7 separate regions of the Mus musculus genome follow, and all the other regions are linked to region 1. A link is a contact called in public HiCAR-type and promoter capture Hi-C data. All regions are on one chromosome and are shown on one strand. The core of a region is the stretch at or near the end of the contact, and the rest is flanking DNA. Distances in the headings are between cores, read along the strand shown.

The links. Promoter capture Hi-C pulls out the DNA fragments that hold promoters and counts their contacts. HiCAR-type assays count read pairs that join an accessible place to other places.
Region 2: a contact with region 1 is called in a promoter capture Hi-C map of hippocampal neurons, with 9 times the contacts expected there. The contact joins the promoter of Ece2 here to the promoter of Septin5 in region 1. A contact is called at or near these places in 3 of 39 promoter capture datasets (hippocampal neurons, liver and pre-B cells) and 1 of 115 datasets of contacts at active chromatin or transcription factors (astrocytes).
Region 3: a contact with region 1 is called in a promoter capture Hi-C map of pre-B cells, with 5 times the contacts expected there. The contact joins the promoter of Eif2b5 here to the promoter of Septin5 in region 1. A contact is called at or near these places in 3 of 39 promoter capture datasets (hippocampal neurons, liver and pre-B cells).
Region 4: a contact with region 1 is called in a promoter capture Hi-C map of hippocampal neurons, with 4 times the contacts expected there. The contact joins the promoter of Top3b here to the promoter of Septin5 in region 1. A contact is called at or near these places in 1 of 39 promoter capture datasets (hippocampal neurons) and 1 of 9 other capture datasets (adipose tissue).
Region 5: a contact with region 1 is called in a HiCAR-type map of astrocytes, with 4 times the contacts expected there. The contact joins the promoter of Map6d1 here to the promoter of Septin5 in region 1. A contact is called at or near these places in 4 of 39 promoter capture datasets (cranial neural crest, hippocampal neurons, pre-B cells and 1 more) and 1 of 115 datasets of contacts at active chromatin or transcription factors (astrocytes).
Region 6: a contact with region 1 is called in a promoter capture Hi-C map of hippocampal neurons, with 2.9 times the contacts expected there. The contact joins the promoter of Ypel1 here to the promoter of Septin5 in region 1. A contact is called at or near these places in 1 of 39 promoter capture datasets (hippocampal neurons) and 1 of 115 datasets of contacts at active chromatin or transcription factors (astrocytes).
Region 7: a promoter capture Hi-C map of liver shows a contact between it and region 1, with 4 times the contacts expected there. The contact joins the promoter of Rimbp3 here to the promoter of Septin5 in region 1. A contact is called at or near these places in 4 of 39 promoter capture datasets (hippocampal neurons, liver and neutrophils), 1 of 115 datasets of contacts at active chromatin or transcription factors (pancreatic cancer cells) and 1 of 9 other capture datasets (pancreatic islet).

What each region holds. Positions count from the first base shown.
Region 1 is chr16:18,628,650-18,631,243 of GRCm38.p6, reverse strand. It overlaps Septin5 (septin 5), which reads left to right and starts at 1,306. Exons shown (of 12, transcript NM_213614.2): 1 at 1,306-1,436; 2 at 1,583-1,593. The coding sequence starts at 1,394.
Region 2 is chr16:20,628,541-20,631,134 of GRCm38.p6, reverse strand. Ece2 (endothelin converting enzyme 2) reads right to left here and starts at 1,284. Exons shown (of 19, transcript NM_139293.2): 1 at 1,088-1,284; 2 at 697-783; 3 at 225-354; 4 at 1-38. The coding sequence starts at 1,126. It overlaps Eef1akmt4-ece2 (Eef1akmt4-Ece2 readthrough), which reads right to left. Exons shown (of 20, transcript NM_177941.1): 3 at 697-783; 4 at 225-354; 5 at 1-38.
Region 3 is chr16:20,497,510-20,500,103 of GRCm38.p6, reverse strand. It overlaps Eif2b5 (eukaryotic translation initiation factor 2B, subunit 5 epsilon), which reads right to left and starts at 1,287. Exons shown (of 16, transcript NM_172265.2): 1 at 1,008-1,287. The coding sequence starts at 1,190.
Region 4 is chr16:16,869,447-16,872,040 of GRCm38.p6, reverse strand. It overlaps Top3b (topoisomerase (DNA) III beta), which reads right to left and starts at 1,305. Exons shown (of 18, transcript NM_011624.3): 1 at 986-1,305.
Region 5 is chr16:20,240,074-20,242,667 of GRCm38.p6, reverse strand. Map6d1 (MAP6 domain containing 1) reads left to right here and starts at 1,310. Exons shown (of 3, transcript NM_198599.2): 1 at 1,310-1,734. The coding sequence starts at 1,355. It overlaps Gm49566 (a long non-coding RNA gene), which reads right to left and starts at 1,210. Exons shown (of 3, transcript XR_003951848.1): 1 at 915-1,210; 2 at 523-787.
Region 6 is chr16:17,068,855-17,071,448 of GRCm38.p6, reverse strand. Ypel1 (yippee like 1) reads right to left here and starts at 1,310. Exons shown (of 5, transcript NM_023249.6): 1 at 1,086-1,310.
Region 7 is chr16:17,206,857-17,209,450 of GRCm38.p6, reverse strand. Rimbp3 (RIMS binding protein 3) reads right to left here and starts at 1,316. Exons shown (of 1, transcript NM_001033338.3): 1 at 1-1,316. The coding sequence starts at 737.

The sequences.
Region 1 (2,594 bases), core at 57-2,556:
GGAGACCAGGAGTGTCCCTCCCATCAGTGCCCCAGGGAAGATACTTCCTTTTCCCCCCACTTTGTTTCTGCCGTTGGAGTGACAGTAACAGTCAGCTCAGGCTTAATGTCCTAGCTTTCCTTCGTGGGTTTCTCCAGACTCAGAACTGGCAAGCTCAGAAGTCCTGACATTGTGTTTCTGTCCCTGCCTCAGACTGCACATATTCCTCTAACAGAGTTCCAAATTCCCCCAAGAACGCCATGAAAAAAGTCACTGGTGAAGCCAAACCTAAGAGATGTGTAGACACTTTTACTTCTACATTGTTTTATACACAAAATGATTAGCACTTGATCACGTGTGAGTGCCCTCTCTAGATCCCAAAGATGCACCACAGTGTGTCATATGCCCCATCTGATCCTTAGGCTGTAGAAGAAAGATTTGGACAATGGAACATCCCTACCCTGGTCACAGACTCTCTGGTGAGGTTTAAGCCACCACCTGGGATGTGACAGTAACACAGAAGTTATTCACACCGTGGGTCACTTAGTCCTATCAACTTTTTGAAGATTCAGAGTCACAGCATCTTCATGCATAAATGTGGCTCTGAGCATGGACTTGTCTTTATGTGTCCCTCAGCCCCCTTCAACCCCTCTCCAGGGGGGTAGCTGGGGAGAGCACAGATCACAGAAAACCGGGACCAGAGCTGGAGCAAGGAGGGCTAAGGTGGCCTTCGGATTGTGTCCTTCTAGCCATACACCTCAAGTACTCCCATCTTACAACCACACCCTGCCTGCCGTGTGCTTTCCATCTTGCCCAGGCGTTTGTGTGTGTCCAGTGTAGAATGCCTAGCACCCAGCAGACTGCAGGAGAGCTCGGGTTCTGGACTTGTGCTCAATGTACCAAGGGTAGGGCTCCAGGTCTGCCCCTTCCAAATGCTTCTTGATGGGGTGAAAAAGGGGTCTTTATATCACCTGAACTCATTCATCGGCTGCATGAAGCACAGTCCTGGGACATGCTTTATAGAATGGCCACTCGATGGAAGGTCAGAGGCCCAGGAACCAACCGGCTTCCAGCGACAGCCAAGGGAGAACAGAGTCTAGGCCTGGGCTAGATGACAGGAAGGGGAGGGGGCGTTCCGGACGAAGCCGTGGGAATAGCCCGGCTGCACTCGCGCGGCCGGGAGAACCAAAGGCCTGGGGGGAACCACAGCGGGACGCCTCAGTCCCCGCCCCCACCGGCCTCTCCGGGTCGCGCGTGGGCGCGGCGGGCGCCGATTGGCTGGCGGGCGCGCGGGCGGGGCGGGTGGTGGCGGCGCGGAGGGGCGGGTCACCCCTCAGCCGGCCTCGGCCTCCACCGCTGGTCGCCGCGCCCCGCCCGCGCGCCCGCCGCCACACGTCCCCCGCCGGCGGCCACCATGAGCACAGGACTGCGGTACAAAAGCAAGCTGGCGACCCCAGGTGAGCCCAGAGCCTGTCCGCGTGCCCGCGCTCCTTTGTCCCCGCCGCCCGCCCGCCTCTCACCGTCTGTCTCCGTCTCTCCCCTGCCCGCCGGCCCGGACCCTCCCGGACCCGCCCGGACCCGGATCACGACCCGGACCATGCAGAGGACAAACAGGTACTGGCGTTGCGCCGCTCGGCCGGTGGTGAGATCGGACCGGCTGTCACCCATTGTGGCACCGATGCTGGTGGCGCCCAGGCGTGACCCCGCCCCCGCCGGCCGTCACCCAGTCCTTTGGCGTTAATCGATTGTCTGTAGGGGCAGCGCCGCTGCTCCTGGGGCTACGGAGGGGAAGTGTAGGCACTGCGCTTGGTTCCCTGACCTGTATAGCAGCGGCCTAGGCACCTCCCCAGAAAGGGAGGCTGGGATAAGGGCCTCTCTCCTCTAGTCCAGGGCCAGCATCCCCTTTTTAACCTGACCGGAAGGCCTCGTGCTGGGGGTCCTGGGTGAGGCTGTAGTTATGACAGGCCAGGAATGGGGGGGGGGGCCCACCAGTCTCCTGAGCAATACCATGGGGCCTCTGCTTCATGCCCATGCACCTTTGGGTGTCTCTCTTCTGTGCCTAAATTTATGCTCACTAGTCTTTGGCAGAGCATCTTCCAAGACCTGGAACTTGCAAGGCTCCCCATCTGAGTCATCCTAGCACTAGCCCTCCAAACCTTGAGTACAGCCAGGCTGTGGCCTTCCAGAGGGGGGCTAGCCTGATTTCCCCACCCCAGGGAAAGTACCAGCCTACCGGGTAACCTGTGAAAATCCAAAGGAGCTGAGGGTTGTGAAACCAGAGTGCTGTGGAAGTGGGTGACCAAAGGGATGTCCTCTGTGGCTTGAGCTAGGCCCTGTTTGAAGATGGGGTGGGGGAGGCCCAATTCTGACACCAGAAGGCTTCAGCAAGCCTTGCTGGGGATGGGTGTTCTCGCCTAGCATTGGACTCCAGAGTACTAGACCAGAGTACATCATCAGACAGAGCAAAAGCAGCTGGCAGATGGGGTGAGCCGGAGAGTCACAGTCTCCTGGCAGGGACATGCCCCGCCCAAGGCTGATGAGACTCACTGGGAGGGGCTCCCCCAGGAGAACTGCCTCCCCATCCCAGTAAGCCAGACAAAGCCCGATGGGGACAC
Region 2 (2,594 bases), core at 35-2,534, 2.0 Mb before region 1:
AATGCAGGCTTCTGTGACGCAGGTGCTATGGGCTGGGTCTGTGGCAAGAGACATGGCAGAAGGCAGGAGACTATCAATCGGGGTGGAAGAAGCAAAACCTTTTGAGAAGCCGATGACAGCAGGAAGTTGGAAAGGCTAGCCCCAAAAAGAAAAATATTGAGAGGACTTTCAGGTTTTGGCCCCCCTTAGCTGTGAGGGCTGCCAACAGGTGTGAACCCACCTACCTCTGTGGACCCACAGAGCCACGAGGCAGCCCAAAAGAAGGGCAGCCAACACTAGAATGAGGCCTGCCAAGACCAGCTCCAACTGTGTGTGTGAACCAAACAGTTGTCTTGTCCTCTTCTGGAATCCCACCTGGGGAACACAGGACAGGCGCAATTGAGTTGCATCGCAAGGACCCAATATCGCAGAAGTCCTCCCAGAAAATAAAGATATGAAGAAGGTACAGCCAGTTTCCAGAGTGATGGAGCAAATAGCGAGTGGGGGTTAACTTCGGGCCCAAAAGCAAAGAGGCAGGTGGAGCCTGTTTTGTGCAACGTCATGGCTTTGAAATGCCTCACTACAGTCCTGGCGCAGAGGCCAGAGATGGAGTGGAAACCAGGACAAGCGACCCACTAGAACAGCCACATGGTTACTGCAGGCAGGCATCATGCCAAAGGTGAGGCCTGATGAGAAAAGGGGAACCCCTTTGCCCACCTCCAGTGAGTCCCGGGTGGCCCTGCCTTCAACTGTAATCTCTGGTGATTCTTCATCCCGAAGCTTAGCACGTTTGTACTCCACCATCTGCAAACAGTTCGGAGCACCAACTGAGGTTGGGCAGCTAGGCCTTCTGCCCAAGGCCCTGCTCGGGTGTCCCTCGCTGGACCGGCTTCCTCCTTTCATGCACAGAGGGACCTTCCCCGGGTGTCAGACTCTCAGACTAGGGTCCCCTCTGACACCATCCCTCTCCAACCCGCAGAAGAAGCGCCATCACCGAGGCAAGCCGGGGTCCCAGCCAGACGCTGCCAGTTCACTCACACCCGCCCCTCCACACTTTGTGCCCTCTCCACCCGGGTCCTCTCCCCTGGAGTCCAGGGCCATCACTCACACTGCCTCCGCCACCCAACTCGTGCAGCGCGACGTTCATGGTGGAGTGGAGCAAGGCCGGGCCGCGCCTTAGGGCTGGGCGAGGTTGACCCGCCCAGGAACTACGGCCCAGGCCACCCGCTGAACCCCGCCGCTGCCCTCCATCACAGTCACTGCTGCAGCCCCTGGCTTGGCCGCGGCGGCCCGGCTTTCTCAGGTCTCCCCGACCCAGCGGCGCGCCCGGGGGTGGGAGCGAGGGGGAGGGGCGGAGCGCGCGCGGCTCCCCGCCAGCATCCGCGCCCAGACCACGTTCCGCGCAACCGCTGCTCTCCATCAAGCCTGAGAGCCCCTCAGGCAAGCCACCCATAATTTGCTTCCATTTGGTTGAGGCCCAATCATTGCTAATTTTTTTTTTTAACCCGGACTTTCCAAATTTCAGGCCTTCAATACTTTTAAACACCATAGAGGAGTTATGTCCCAGAGAGGAACCCCTTTACCTAGCAGAATGTCTGCAGGGTCTTTTTTTTTTTTTTTTTTTTTTACAGCAGGAAACCACAGGCAGTTCACCTCTATACAGGTGTCCATAGGATATCTACAACAGCACAAGGCTCCAAGCACAAAGAAACTCTAAAGCAACTATTCTGAATTTTCACAATGTATATACAGAAAAGCCCACTGTCATTGGGGATACACACAAGCACATACCAAGTGTTACGGCAGCATGCACTATACACACAGCTCACACTAATGCCGCTCTTACACATTGCTTCAAGATGGCACTTTCACTCTCCAAGATAATTGCCGTCATCGGATCATCTCATAAAGGGAGGGTTACAGATGGTGACAAATTGGCAGGGAAAAAAACAGCCATGCACAGATATTTAAAGAAAAGACATGCTAACACTTCCAACTCAGGAAGGCAAGCGATTTTATTTGGGAGGTTTACAAGAGGGAAAAAAAAAATCACCAAGCAATATTTAACTGAAACGCAACAGTGTGGTATCCATGCATCACCATCTGCCTTCCATATTGTCATTCCTTAAACAGGCAGGCGAGTGTTACAGTCTGTTGCGCCAAGGAGTGCCTCATGTTTTTTACAGTGCTGCGGAGGGAACGGGGACACCAAAGCATTGCCTCCTCTTCCTCTCCCTAACCAGGAGAATACCAAACCGTGATCTGAGGCAGCCTTAAGTAGTGAGTGGCAATGGATACTCATTTATTGATTCACACCTAAGTTCTCAGACATCTTATTGCAAGTGGTGCTAGCGTGGGCTATTCTTGAGACTGAGAAACGATGCAAGATGAATGGATTTGGCTGAGAAGTGCTAGACTGCTTTCTTAGGAACTGTTCCATCCCCAAATTGCATGTTCTCAAACAAGACAGAGCACAGTGTCACTGTTAGGATGAACAATTCTGGGTTTAGACTCAGTTTCCCCATCTGTAAAATGGAAATAAGAGTAGTATTTAGGCAGTGGTGGCACACTCCTTTAATTCTAGCACTGGGGAGGCAGAGGCAGTTGGATCTCTG
Region 3 (2,594 bases), core at 38-2,537, 1.9 Mb before region 1:
CGACTTTATCCTTTTATTCTAAAGCAAACAGGCTCTAAGGGTCAGTCTAAGGCTCTGGAATTTGAGCCTAGTAGGCATGGTATCAGACACAAACATGTTCTAGGAGCCCAGTGCTGGCATTAAGGACAAATGTTGGCCCTAAGTCATAGCTCTAGAACTCTAAGCACTAAGGTCTTCTTCATAGAATTTCCTTCTATTGTTCTATTGCCACTAAGAGTCACAGAAATCATTCAAACACTTGTCAAAAATGAACAGTCGTTAGCCTTAGGAATTCTTTTTTTTTTTTTTTTTTTTTTGTGGTTTTTTGAGACAGGGTTTCTCTGTATAGTCCTGGCTGTCCTGGACCTCACTTTGTAGACCAGGCTGGCCTCGAACTCAGAAATCCGCCTGCCTCTGCCTCCCGAGTGCTGGGATTAAAGGCGTGCGCCACCACGCCCGGCTATTAGGAATTCTTAAGTCAAAGGCAAATCCCTATTTGAATGAACTATGGATTGCTGAGCGACCCAGTAGTCTGCAAGCGCAATGCCTATTTCCTATGTCTAGGTAATTCCTAGACTGATGGCAACCCACTGGGGTCCCCTTTCAGCAGATGGGAGGAAAACAGCCTGCTGAGAGCTAGCCTTTTTTCCTTTAGGAATATATTACCATTGCCTTTATCTAAAGCAATTTCTTTAAATTGCCCATGTCCTGCAAGGTTAAAGACAGTGGAGGCCCCTCTTGTGCTACTAAATCCCCCGGGGAAGCCTTCTTTCAAGCATTGATTCTACACACAGCCCTCTCCATCCTTCCCAAGGCTGGGTGTATAGCCCTGCGAGAATCCATGTGTGCTAGTTACTCATCTGATCGGACAGCCTCCGAGGTTTCAGTCGGTCTCTCCACCTTTTCCTAACCAGATAAGCTCAACTTGAGGGTAACTTCCAGAGCACGCTTCACTAACCAGCTGCAGTGGCAACCTGCGGCCCCGCTACCCTCGAGGCCGGCAGACTGCTCGCGAGCCGGGTGCTCACCCGAGGCTGGTCCTTGGAGATGGGGAAGAAGCGGCGGTTGAAGCTATCGGCCACTAGAACTGCCTGGAGGGGCGGCGGCGGCTCCTCCTCCGCACCTTGGGTTCCCCCGCCGCCCGAGCCGCCGCCGCCGCGTTTGCTCGCTCGGCCGGCCGCAGCGCCAGGCACCGCCGCAGTGGCTGCCATCTTGCTTCGCAGCCAGCACGTCCGCCGGGAAGTCACACGGCACGCAGTAGGGGACAAAAAGGACTCACAGTCAAAACGCGAAGGTGTAGTTGCAGGGAGAGAAAGAGGAAGGAATGCGCATGTGTGTACCAGCAGACCCCACCCACCCCGTGCAAGACCAGGGCGTGGCTGACCGCAGTAGGTGCTACTGGGAGGTGTATGCACCCCAGAGGGGTGAGATCCCACCGTTGTCTACTTAGTCAGTGAGTGCTGTTGGATTGGACAAGCTAAGAAGGCAGCGAGCTGGATAGGCTTGTGATCGCTGGGCAGGAGCCTACAGCTCCTCTGCCCAGAGTAGGATAAAATTTGTAGTTCTCAGGGATTGGAGAGATCACTCAACAGTTAAGAGCACTTACTGCTCTTGCAGAGGATCCACGTTCTGCGCCTGGCGCTCACGTGGTAGCAAGCAACTATTCACAATTGCAATTCCAGGGTGTCCGACACACTTTCGACCGGGCACTGGATGCCTGTGGAAAACACTCATCCACATAAATCTAAATATAAAATGAAGCTCCCCACTTGCAGTCTAGTAATCTAAGGGGATCTGGCATCTTTGGGAGGGAAACCACGATCTGCACAAATACTGGACATGGAGGCAGGCTGTAGATTTTTACTGAACACACACCTATTATGGGTGCTCCCTCCCCCCTTGCCAGAAATACGACCTAGAGCGACAGGCATTTCTTAAACCCTCAAATCGGAACCAAGGGAGCACGCCCAACTAGTGAGTGGAAAAACTGCTGCTGGAGCTCATCTGACTCCCATGGTTCTGAAAGAGTAGTAAACTCAGTGCTCCAAGGTATGCTAATCATAAAACAGATAGCGACATTCCTCCACCCACCGGCTTCCTGGGTTCAAAGAGTGTTAATTCAAAGAAAGTCACCCTGACCCACTCTGACCATTGCTGGAACCTGCAATGCAAATGTGCTATCGTTAGGGGCTCTTAGAAACTGTCTTGAGAGTTAACAATTACCAGGTATTCCTTGTGACACCTGTGACTCTGTACTTCCTTGTGACTCTTAACTGGTATTTTTGGTATTTTCCAACAACGCCCTTCCCACCTCCTTGAGTTGTGGTTCCTTCCTTTAAATACCCCCTTATCCAGCTACTCGGGGCGCCACAGTCCTCTACCCCTGCGTGGTGTATGACCGTGGGCCCGAGAGCGCTCTTGAATAAAAATCCTCTTGCAATTTGCAGCAAGACCGTTTCTCGTTGGTGATTTTGGGGTGTCGCCTCTCCTGAGTCAGAACGTGGGGGAGTCCTCACGTTGTGGGTCTTTCAGTTCCACAAGCGTTATCCCAGATGAGGCTGGATCTAAGAGCAGGAGTAAACTGGGTAGGACTGGGGCGTAGTAGCAAGCTTTTC
Region 4 (2,594 bases), core at 56-2,555, 1.8 Mb after region 1:
GACTCCTTAACATAAACCTACATGATATACCAAGTCTTTTCTGCCAAGGCTCTGACACTATAGTTTGTCCTATTCTGGAGTTAGGTAAGCAAAGGGCTATTTAGGTGTGGATTGCAAAGAGAGAATAGCAAGACAACCTGCCCATTCTTTGCCACACCTCACTAATCAGTGTCCCTTGGAAAGCACTGTAAATATGGAGGTTTCTTTTTGTATTATGTAGTAGTGGATTTAACTTGAGGAGCCCCAAAAGGGGTCAGCAAAGCATGGGAAATCTAAGAATTTAACACTTCAGTGACTTTTAATCACCTACAGATCCAGGAAAATAAGCCTGTCTCTTAACTCCTTCTTTGTATCTAGTATGCTGCAGCTCTGTCTACCAACATTGCTATAAAATAGGAGTTAAAGTTAAACAAACAAATAAACAGTTATTTTGTGTGTGGATATGTATGGGCACGCACATGCTGCCGGTCACAGGTCAGAAGACAAATTGTGGGATTCAGCTCTCTCTTTTTACAACGTGAGTTCCCGGGGTCGGAACCTTGGTTGTAAGAGCGCTGAGCCATCTCATCATCCTAGTTTAAAAAGCCAGAATAAATCGCAGTGCATAACAATTCAGACTAGCGACAAGGGACCTTGGCGAACGGTGAAAATTCCCCCCTTTCTCTGGCTATCAAATCCAAGTCGTCCTGGCTTTTCACAGTCCTGTTCCCAAAGGCCGGGTTCCAAATAGGTTAAGAGAGGTCATCCGTTCTTCCCTATGCATAACTAGCTGGCCCTCGACTCTAGCTCATTGGTTTACCCAAGTTTTCTCCTAATCTGCAGAGATCAAGTCCGAGAACAGCCTGGGTCTCCAGACAGAGCAGGCTCCGGGAGGCAGCGAGTGGAACCTTCGGATAAGAACGCAAACCGCAGGCCTGAGCCTCTGTGGGCAGCACAACTTCCCTGAGCCGGTTTCCCTACCCTCAACTAGGGGGAAACGTCTCACCTCGGGGCCGCGGGGAGCTCGTTGGAAAAGCGACCACTGCCCACTAAACGCGGCTCCACCGCCGCCCAGAGGCCCCACGGCGAGGGCTGGATGGCGAAAAAGCCGCGCCAGGGCAGGACCCTCCCCCACGCCCCCGCCCGGGTCGGAGCGCTGCTACCATTCCGGAAATGCCTGGGGAAAGCCAGCGTCTTCCGCTTCCTCGAGCAGCCAGCATCCCACTGCTCACCCGCCGTGCCGCTGCGCCTCTCGCTCCGGCTGTGCTTTCCCCGGTGGCCACTCACGAACTCACTTCCGGCTCTGTCCGTCTGTGGCGTCCCCTCATCTGCCCTCCGATGTCGACACTAAGGTGTCTGCAAGTTCCGAGGCTGGTGAGTTCCGGGTGCCTTGCTGTCTGCTTCCTGTTGGGAGCAGCAGGGGCTCCCCAAGTCTCCATTGTGTCTCCAAAAAATCATCCGGAGAAGACATTAATGACGATTGTCAGTATGATTACGAGAACTGATGAAAATATGCAATTAATGATTAAAATAAAAATGTAAAGTTTATTTTTATTTGATATGCATTGGTGTTTTGCTTGCATATGCACATCCGTGCGGGGGTGTCAAATTCCCTGGAACTGGGGATAGTTGTGAGCTGCCATATGGGTACTGGGAATTGAACCCAGGTCCTTAACCACTTAACCAGCCCAATAATTAAAATAATTTAAACATTTCAGATAGCAGGCTTTTTCAGTGTTAGCAACATCTGTGAGCGGGATGGTGGCTCTTACCAGGAATCAAGCAATCAGAAGGTTGAGACAGCGAGTTAGAGGTCATTCAGGGCTACATAGTGAATTTCATTCCAGCTTGGGACTATAGGCTATACAAGACAAAACAAAACAAAGCACCTTTTAAAATTTTGAAGACCACACTACTTGTGTTAATGTATCTGGAAGATAATATGTAATTTTTTTAGAGTATTAGAATTATGGAAGTTTTAAAATAGTTTTGATGACTTTATTAGCATACCGTTTTTTAATAGCCTGGTATGGTGGCTCACAACTTTGATCTCGGCACTTGGGAGGCAGAGAAAGGCAGATTTCAGTGAGTTCGAGGCCAGCCTCATCTGCACATTGAGTTCCAGAATAGCCAGCCAGAGCAAAATAGTGGGATCCTGTCTTAAAAAAAAAAAAAAATATATATATATATATATGTATGTATATATTCAGATTGTCTCATTATGTAGCCAAGGCCATCCTGGAACTCACTGGAACTCACTGTGGACCCAGGCTGGCCTCAAACTTATGTTTTTAAGCCATCCTTTTGTTACCAAGACTGGCTATGACAGCCCCAACTTGTCAACGAGACAAGTAAGAAACCTATAAGATGGCTCAGCAGGCAGACAGTGGCTGCCAAGCTGGCCATGTGAACACAAAAGAAATGAAAATAAAAATGTAATTAAAAGAGATAATACTAAAAAGCAGAGGAAGGAGATTTATTTAGTGTGCTCACATATGGTAGAGGAACATCTAAAGAGGCCCAGTGACTGCTCCCACACATATTTGGGGTCTGATATGAGGCTTAGGTTTAAGGAGAAAACTCTTGTCCCCTTTACCAGGCATTTAAAGTGAACT
Region 5 (2,594 bases), core at 61-2,560, 1.6 Mb before region 1:
TTGCCAGGCTGACTAACCCAAAGCTCAGCTCCACTTCACAAAGTCAGTTGGCTCTGGCTGAGAGAAGACTTTGTGTGTGTGTGTGAGTGGTGGTGGTGGTGGTGGGGTCCACATAATCTTAGTTAGGGTTTTACTGCTGTGAACAGACACCATGACCGAGGCAACTCTTATAAGGACATTTCATTAGGGATGGCTTACAGGTTCAGTCCATTATCATCAAGGTGGGGGCGTGGCAGTGCCCAGGCAGGCATGGTGCAGGCAGAGCTGAGAGTTCTACATCTTCATCTAAAGGCCACTAGGAGAAGATTGGCTCCCACATGGTTAGGAGGAGGGTCTCATTGTCCACCCTGAACAGTGACACACTTCCTCCAACAAGGCCACACCTATTCCAACAAAGTTACACCTCTTAATAGTGGCACTCCCTGGGCCAAACATATTCTAACTACCATACCCATGAATGCACCTTCAGTAAAGGTTTTCCCAACTCCAGACTTAACTGTCAGTATGGGGTCATAGCCAGACCTGGGGTGTTAACCAGCAATGGTATGTCACTCCAGTACAACTTGCAGCTAATGAAGTTGAGGAAGATGAGCTGACCAATGGGCCCAGACTGGGCAGTCCTCCTAGGTGCAGACTGGATGCTTCTCAGGTTCAGCCAGAAGTTGTAACTACCACCACTTCCATGGTTGCAGGTCTGAGTGCATGCAGGATACACTTGGGAAGCCCTTGGAGGGCAGCTGGATGTTTTCTGTATTTAACTGACCTTCATTCAGGCTGGATTATAGCCCTGCAATGGAACGAGCATACATGCACATCAGGGAAAGGAAACCAGTTTGGGGGTTGTAATTACAACCCAGGGAAAGGACGATTGGGAGCTTATGACAGTTCTTAAGGAAAACCGGGTTAGTTGTTACCCATTTATAACAGCACAGTAAACAGCAAATGGAGATTCACGAGCTGACATGGCCCTAAGTTCTCACTTGCATCACCTTCCTGGTTGCCTCCACCCTTTCCACTCTGGGTGGTCGCTGAGTCCGCTAGGCACAGTTTAAATCTATTTTGCAGCCACCCGTGTCCACAAATGCCAACAGAGTTCTCTGGTCCTGCCGCCAGAGCCTTCTTGATGGATTGATTGTTCCTTAAAAAAAAAAAAAAAAAAAGTAGCAGGCTTAGTGACGGTGAGGAAATGCCTCCTTCCGACCTCGCTCTCGATGAAGCCCAGGTCTGATTTCTGAGCTCACATTGGGGGAACTCTGGGTTTAGGACTGCCCGCAGGCCGTCCTTGCGGGGCTCAGGGTTGCGCGGGGGCAGTGGGGTAGTGCGCGCGCGCGGCGCAGGCGCGCGGCCGAGCGGCATGGCGTGGCCCTGCATCAGCCGGCTGTGCTGCCTGGCCCGGCGATGGAACCAGCTGGACCGCTCGGACGTAGCGGTGCCGCTGACTCTGCATGGTTACTCGGACCCCGGGAGCGAGGAGTCGGGCGCAGACTGCAGCGTCTCGCGCGGGAACCCGTCGGTCGCAGGCGCGCGGGAGTCCAGCCGCGCTGTGCCGCTCACCCAGTACCAGCGCGATTTCGGTGTGCGAACCGCGCGCGCCGGGTCCCGGGATGCGGCTCAAGAGCGCCCATCGGGGCCGGGCGGCCGCAGAGGCCAGTCCTCGGCGCCCCCCACCCGGACGGTCTACGTGCTGCCGGTCGGGGACGCGGACGCAGCTGTAGTAGCGACCACGTCTTATAGGTGGGTAGCTGGCTGCGGCAGAGGAATGCTTCGAATCTGGACCTGCGGTGGGAGGAAACGGAGCCCCGAAACGGGGTGGGGGCGGGGAGAGCACGAAGGCTGAATACCACAGGATCTGGAGAGTGACAGGGGAGCTTCGGGGTCATCTTTGGTCTCCTGACACTGCAGGCATCGCCTTGTGTTCCCAATTGCTCCCTACCCTGGGATCCAGGATGAGCGCACCTCGTAAGAGAGCACCCCTCCCTCGATTTGATTCCTCCTCCTTCGGTCTCAGATTGTTCTTTTTTAACTTCTGTGGGGTGAGCAAAGAGGGCGGTGCACAGCCCCTCATCCCACGCCCCACGCCGTGCCCAGGGCCAGTGCCTGCGCTGTTCAAGATCCCACAGAAGGAAGGTCCTTTGCACCCTTAACAGCTTTGGACAACTGAGGACTTCTTGCCTCTTCTTTCTACATAGAAGAGTAATGAATGCTCATAATGGGGGAATTAGAAATAAAAATAACAAATTCTGCCTTAACACCCTCACGCCTCCCCTCCCAAACAGATGGATCTTCCTAATTCTTAGTATACAATGAATGCATACACATTCAGTTTCCTCCACGATCTTATTCTTGCTGTTGCGATGTTTTAAAATATTTAATATATATTAGTGTGGAGAGGGGGGCGAGAGGAGGGGCGAGCAGATCAGAAGACAACTTTAGAAAGTCACTCCTCTTCCCCTTCTGCCATGGATTCCAGGGATCCATCTCTCGGATTGTCAGGCTCACACATTATAACTCCATTACTTTTTTTTTTTTTAACTTAATGTAATGTTTGACCATAGATAGATGTTCTGAATGTTAATAACTGTAATGTATGTTAG
Region 6 (2,594 bases), core at 61-2,560, 1.6 Mb after region 1:
CATAGTCCCTTGGCTAGGAACACATAGACCTAGGGATCCTGGTAGCAAAACTCTTCAAATACAGCACCCCTGACTTTTTTAAGAGCCCACAGTATGGCTGGAGAGATGGGCTGACATCCTTTAGCACCTGCTGCTCTTGTGGAGGATCCATAACTTCGGCTCTAGGGGATCCGATGCCCTCTTCTGGCTTCTCTAGATACCAGGCACACACACGGTGAATATACATGTGTGTGTGTGTTTATTTATTTGTACCCCACCATACACATGCACACAGACACCCACTGGACCAGCCCCTAGGGGAGAGGGAGACGGGTACTCAGCAAACATTTGTTAACACATCTACCAGAACACAGCAGAGGTAAAGGGCCCTGGGTGATGGGTGAGGGTGGCTTACTCAGAGGGGCCTGGAGAAGTTCCCCAGAGGAGGTGAGCCTGGTCTTGGAACTTCAGCGGAGCGAGGAGGAGTATGGTCAATTCTTTGACAAGATACATTAGTTAAGGTGAATACATTGTGGATACTTATAAGGCAACTGAATTAGAAAGACCTTGGGCTGAAAAATGATGTTTTCAACGTCTATTATCTATCCAAAACAGAATTCTGCCGGCTTTCTATCCTGGAGCTCAGTACACGATCGAAGATGACCATTTGTGCAGTTATTGAGTAGAGAATATCTTATTTAGTTGCTACTGTTAGCAATTTACATTGATAAAGCCTAGAGCCACAAGTGGTAAACAATGAGGACAATTCCCTTTAGTTATTATTGTACAGGCAACTTGAAAATGCCACCCCATAATATTCTTTTATTGGAGGTATCTTCTGTATTTATTTCTTTCCCCATTTTTTAAGGTAGGGGAAAAAACAATGGGGGGGGGGGGGCGAAGAAAAAAGAAAGAAAGAAAGACCGGGATTTTGCGTTGTCTTCTAATGACCCAAATACCAACAGTTCGGAACATCAGAACAAAAAGTCAACGCATCCTCCGCACTCCCGCCCGGCCCGCCCGCGCCCAACAGGTGCTTCCCCGCCTCCCGGAGCCGGAGATCCTCAGGTCTCCGCAGAGAACCCCTGAGGCCCGCCCGTACTCACGGCCGCTCCGCGGTCCGCTGCGCCCATCCGGCCCAGGCTCGGTCGGCGCGAGCTCGGTTTTCAGGCGGTCCCGGTGTGACCCGGGACGCGCTCCGGCCGTTGGCGCCCACTCCGGGCGCGAGGCATCCTCCTGCCGCCGCCTCGCGGGCCGCCTGCCCTTTGTTTTGGACCCGTAGCCCAGCCCAGCCGCCATAAACGGCCTCGGAACGTGGCGATGCCCAATCAGTGTCCGAGCCCCGCCCTCGCGTTCCCGCCGCTCCGCCCCTCCACGCTCCCCGCCCCTCGCCCTGCCCCACGCGTCCACCCGCGCCCCGCTGCGCTCGGGGGACTGGGCTGGAACGTGTCCGGGTGGAGCTCGCCAGGAGTCCGGTGGGCTGGCCTGACGAGGAACCCAGGCGAACCGGCAGGTCGCGGGGCCGGTGGGGAGGTAGGGTCCTGGAAGGCCAAAGGACCGAGATTTTCCACAGGTTTGCGCCTCAGGCTGCAGGCAGGAGGACCTCTGCAGCTGGGTCCCTAGAGCGCAAGCTTCTTCCCTCTCTCCATACTGACCACCCTTTCTCCACTCTCCAAGTCGCCATCCAAGAGCCTCCAGGTCTGCGTGGACTTGAATTATGGAACCCCAGATTAGATTTCCTACCCACAAAACACAGGCAGTATCACCCAGTCTCCATGCCCACATCTGCGCTTCTTCTGTTATTTTTTTCTTAGTCTCTTTAGATCGATTTTTCAAAGCACACTGCTGAGGGTGAATGTACACATTGCAGGACGTATTTGCGCCCTCTAGAGTGTGCTTGTTAGGATTTATTGTATTGAGGATACCCCTAATTGATTAGATTGTGGGCCCTTTGAGTTGCCATTTACTTAGTGAGTCTCCCAAGTGACTGATTACTCTATTTTTGTATTCGTCCTAGCTAGGGAGTCTCATGTTTTTTTGGCTTTTAGAATATGATCTCTGTAATTCTGTAATTCAAGCTGGCCTCAACTATGTAGCTCAAACATGATCTTGAACTTTATATTTTAAGCTTATTGTGTGAATAAGCACATGCCTGTGCACCAGAGGTTAGCTCTGCTTCTCACCTACCATATTGATCCTGGATTTGAACTCAGGTCAGCAGGCTTGATAGCGGCACCCTCACTCACTGAACCATCTGGCTGACTCTTCTATTTTTAAAGAATTTAAGCGGGAGAGATGGCTCAGCAGTTAATAGCACTGACTGCTCTTCCAGAGGTCCTGATTTCAACTCCCAGCAACCACATGGATTGCTCACAACCATCTGTAACGGGATCTGATGCCCTCTTCTGGTGTGTCTGAAGACAGCGACAGTGTATTCACATACATGAAATAAATAAATCTTTTAAAAAATGTGTTTTTTTTAATAGCTTAGAAAATAGTAGGTTTATATACGGCATTTTCCTATTTCCTTAGCATTGGTTAGGCCTCCTCCAGCCTTCCTTTCCTACCCATCCCACTTCTAACACCTACCTGTTCATATCATGGATACTCCAGTG
Region 7 (2,594 bases), core at 67-2,566, 1.4 Mb after region 1:
GCAGGCTTTGGGGTGCCACCAGTGTTACTCTGGGCTTCTAGGGGCGGCTCTTCCAAGGAATGCGTGGCTTGGGGGTCCGCGGGTCCCGGTAAAGCCGGCTGCCAGCGGAAGTGCTCTAGGATGTATTTAAGGAATAGCTGGCGCTCCACGTCTAGCGCCGCCTGCAGGTGGCGGATGCGCGCGGCTTGTTCGCCGTCGGTCTCCCAGCGCAGCAGCGCCAGCACTTCCTGCAGGCGACAGCGGCATTGTGCCGCGGAGGCTTCGGATGCCCCTGAGCGGCTGCAGTAACCACGGTTCACTAGCTCCTGGGCCAGCTGACGCTGAAGCTCCCTTGCCTGGCGCAATACAACATCGCGCTCCTGGTGTAGCAACTGCTGCAGCTGCCGCATCTCTGCCTCCTTCCAGCGCAGCAGCTGCCGGATCTCGGCCTCACGCTCGCGCTGCACCTCCTCCTGCAGCTGCCGCAGCTCCCGGAGGCGTCGTGCCTCCCACTTGGAGCGCAGATGGTCAGCCAGCTGCTGCCGCTCCTGCTCAGCCGACTCCCGCAGCTGGCGCGTCTGGGTAGCGAAACGCCTCCGTTCCGACCGGCCGCGCGCGCGCTCGCCCTCCAGCTCTGCCCGTAGTTTTTCTAGCTCTCGTCTCTGCTCCTCCAGCACTGCGGCCGCTGGGCCGGGGCTGCTTGGCTTCTTGGGCGACGCGCGGCCACCACCCAAGGGGGTGGGTGAGTCCTTTGTCATTGTGGCCGCAGCCCGGCAAGAAGCCAGAGAGATAGTTTGGTATTGGTAGGCCAGTTAGCCAACGGCCTCCGCCCCCGGCCGCTGCCAACCGCCCCACGCGCCCCTTCCGGCGCCCCTAGGTGCCCTCCGCGCGCCTCTTCCGCCTTGGGGGCGATCTCCCTTATAACCTGTCGCCTCCCCACAGATTGAGTGCCTTTCGCTTCTTCCTAAACTCCTGAGACCCCTTTCAAACTAGCCTCTGAACTTCCCCGGATACCCCGGGCATATTTCGGAGCCCACACATATCTGCTTTAGGGCTTTTGTGACCTGTTCCACTTTCGCCCTGGCAGTGTGCAATCCTTTCCAGAATTAGATCCCCAGTAGGGTTCCTAGATGATCGCTGATCCTGGGCCTGAGTAAAAATGGATTCTGGTCAGATCTCACCTGGCTCTACTAGGGTTTCTGGTCGAGTTTTGAAATTAGGTAAACTTCTTACAAGATCTGCTTAAATTTGTGGTTGAGCTCTGAGCCCTAAGTGGCTATAACTCCTCTGTTCCTACGCAGGACCCAACATGCTAAGCCTTTTCTTTGTTCTTTTTCTTTTCTTTTTTCTTTTTGGTTTTGTTTTTTTGTTTTTTGTTTTTTTGTGTTTTTTTTTTGTTTTTGTTTTTGTTTTTGTTTTTTTTGAGACAGCGTTCCTCTGTGTAGCCCTAGCTGTCCTGGAACTCACTCTGTAGACCAGGCTGGCCTCAAACTCAGATATCCGCCTGACTCTGCCTCCCAAATGCTGGGATTAAAGGCCATCACTGCCCGGTGCCTTTTCTTATATCAACTGAAACTTTGTGTTGTTTGTTTGTTTGTTTGTTTGAGACGTGTGTGTGTGTGTGTGTGTGTGTGTGTGTGTGTGTGTGTGTAGAGCTGGCTGTTCTGGAATTCACTCTATAGAGCAGGCTGTCTCTGCTTCCCCAGTGCTTGGATTGCAGGAGTTGACCAACATGTCTTGCATCTGAGCCTTTTTGAATCAGCAGGTGGCAGTGACTGAGGATTGATTGCACCCACCTCAAACATGCTGGGCAAATTTTATACCACTGAGATTCATATCCTGTCTCTGTTTCTGTCTGTCTCTGTCTCTCTCTCTGTGAAGTAGTAGTAGTACTAGTAGTAGTAGAGACTGAGCCCAAGGTCTCATTTAGTAAGTAATAGGCAAGCACTTTACTATTCATTATATCTTCAGTCTTCAGCCCCTTTAAAAATGTAAGATGTTGGGGCTGGAGAGATGGCTCAGTGGTTAAGAGTACCAAATGCTCTTCCGAAGGTCCTGAGTTCAAATCCCAGCAACCATATGGTGGCTTACAACCATCTGTAACAAGATCTGATGCCCTCTTCTGGAGTGTCTGAAGACAGCTACAGTGTACTTACATGTAATAAATAAATAAATCTTTAAAAAAAAAAGTAAGATGTTAAGATGAGCAGTGGTGGTATATCCTTTTAATCCCACCATTCAGGAGGAGGAACCAAAGCCATGTTTTCTGCAAGATCAGCAAGCACCCATAACCCTTGAGCCATCTTTCCAGCTCCCCAAAACATTAAAAAAAAAATATATATATATATATAGTCTCACTCTGTAGCTCTGGATGGCTTAGAACTGATGTCTACTGGGCTATCCTAGAAGTCACAGAGACCTTGCCTGGAATAAAGGTATGCAGCACCATGCATGAATGTCTGTTTGAAGTTTCTGGTGGTGGTGGTAGTAGTGGCGATGGTGGAATTTTTTGTTTTGTGTTTGTCTTTGTTTTGGAGACAGGGTCTGGTCTTTCTATGTCCTGGCTGACTTGGAAGTTGCTATGTAGACCAGGCTGGGCTCAAACTCACAAAGAT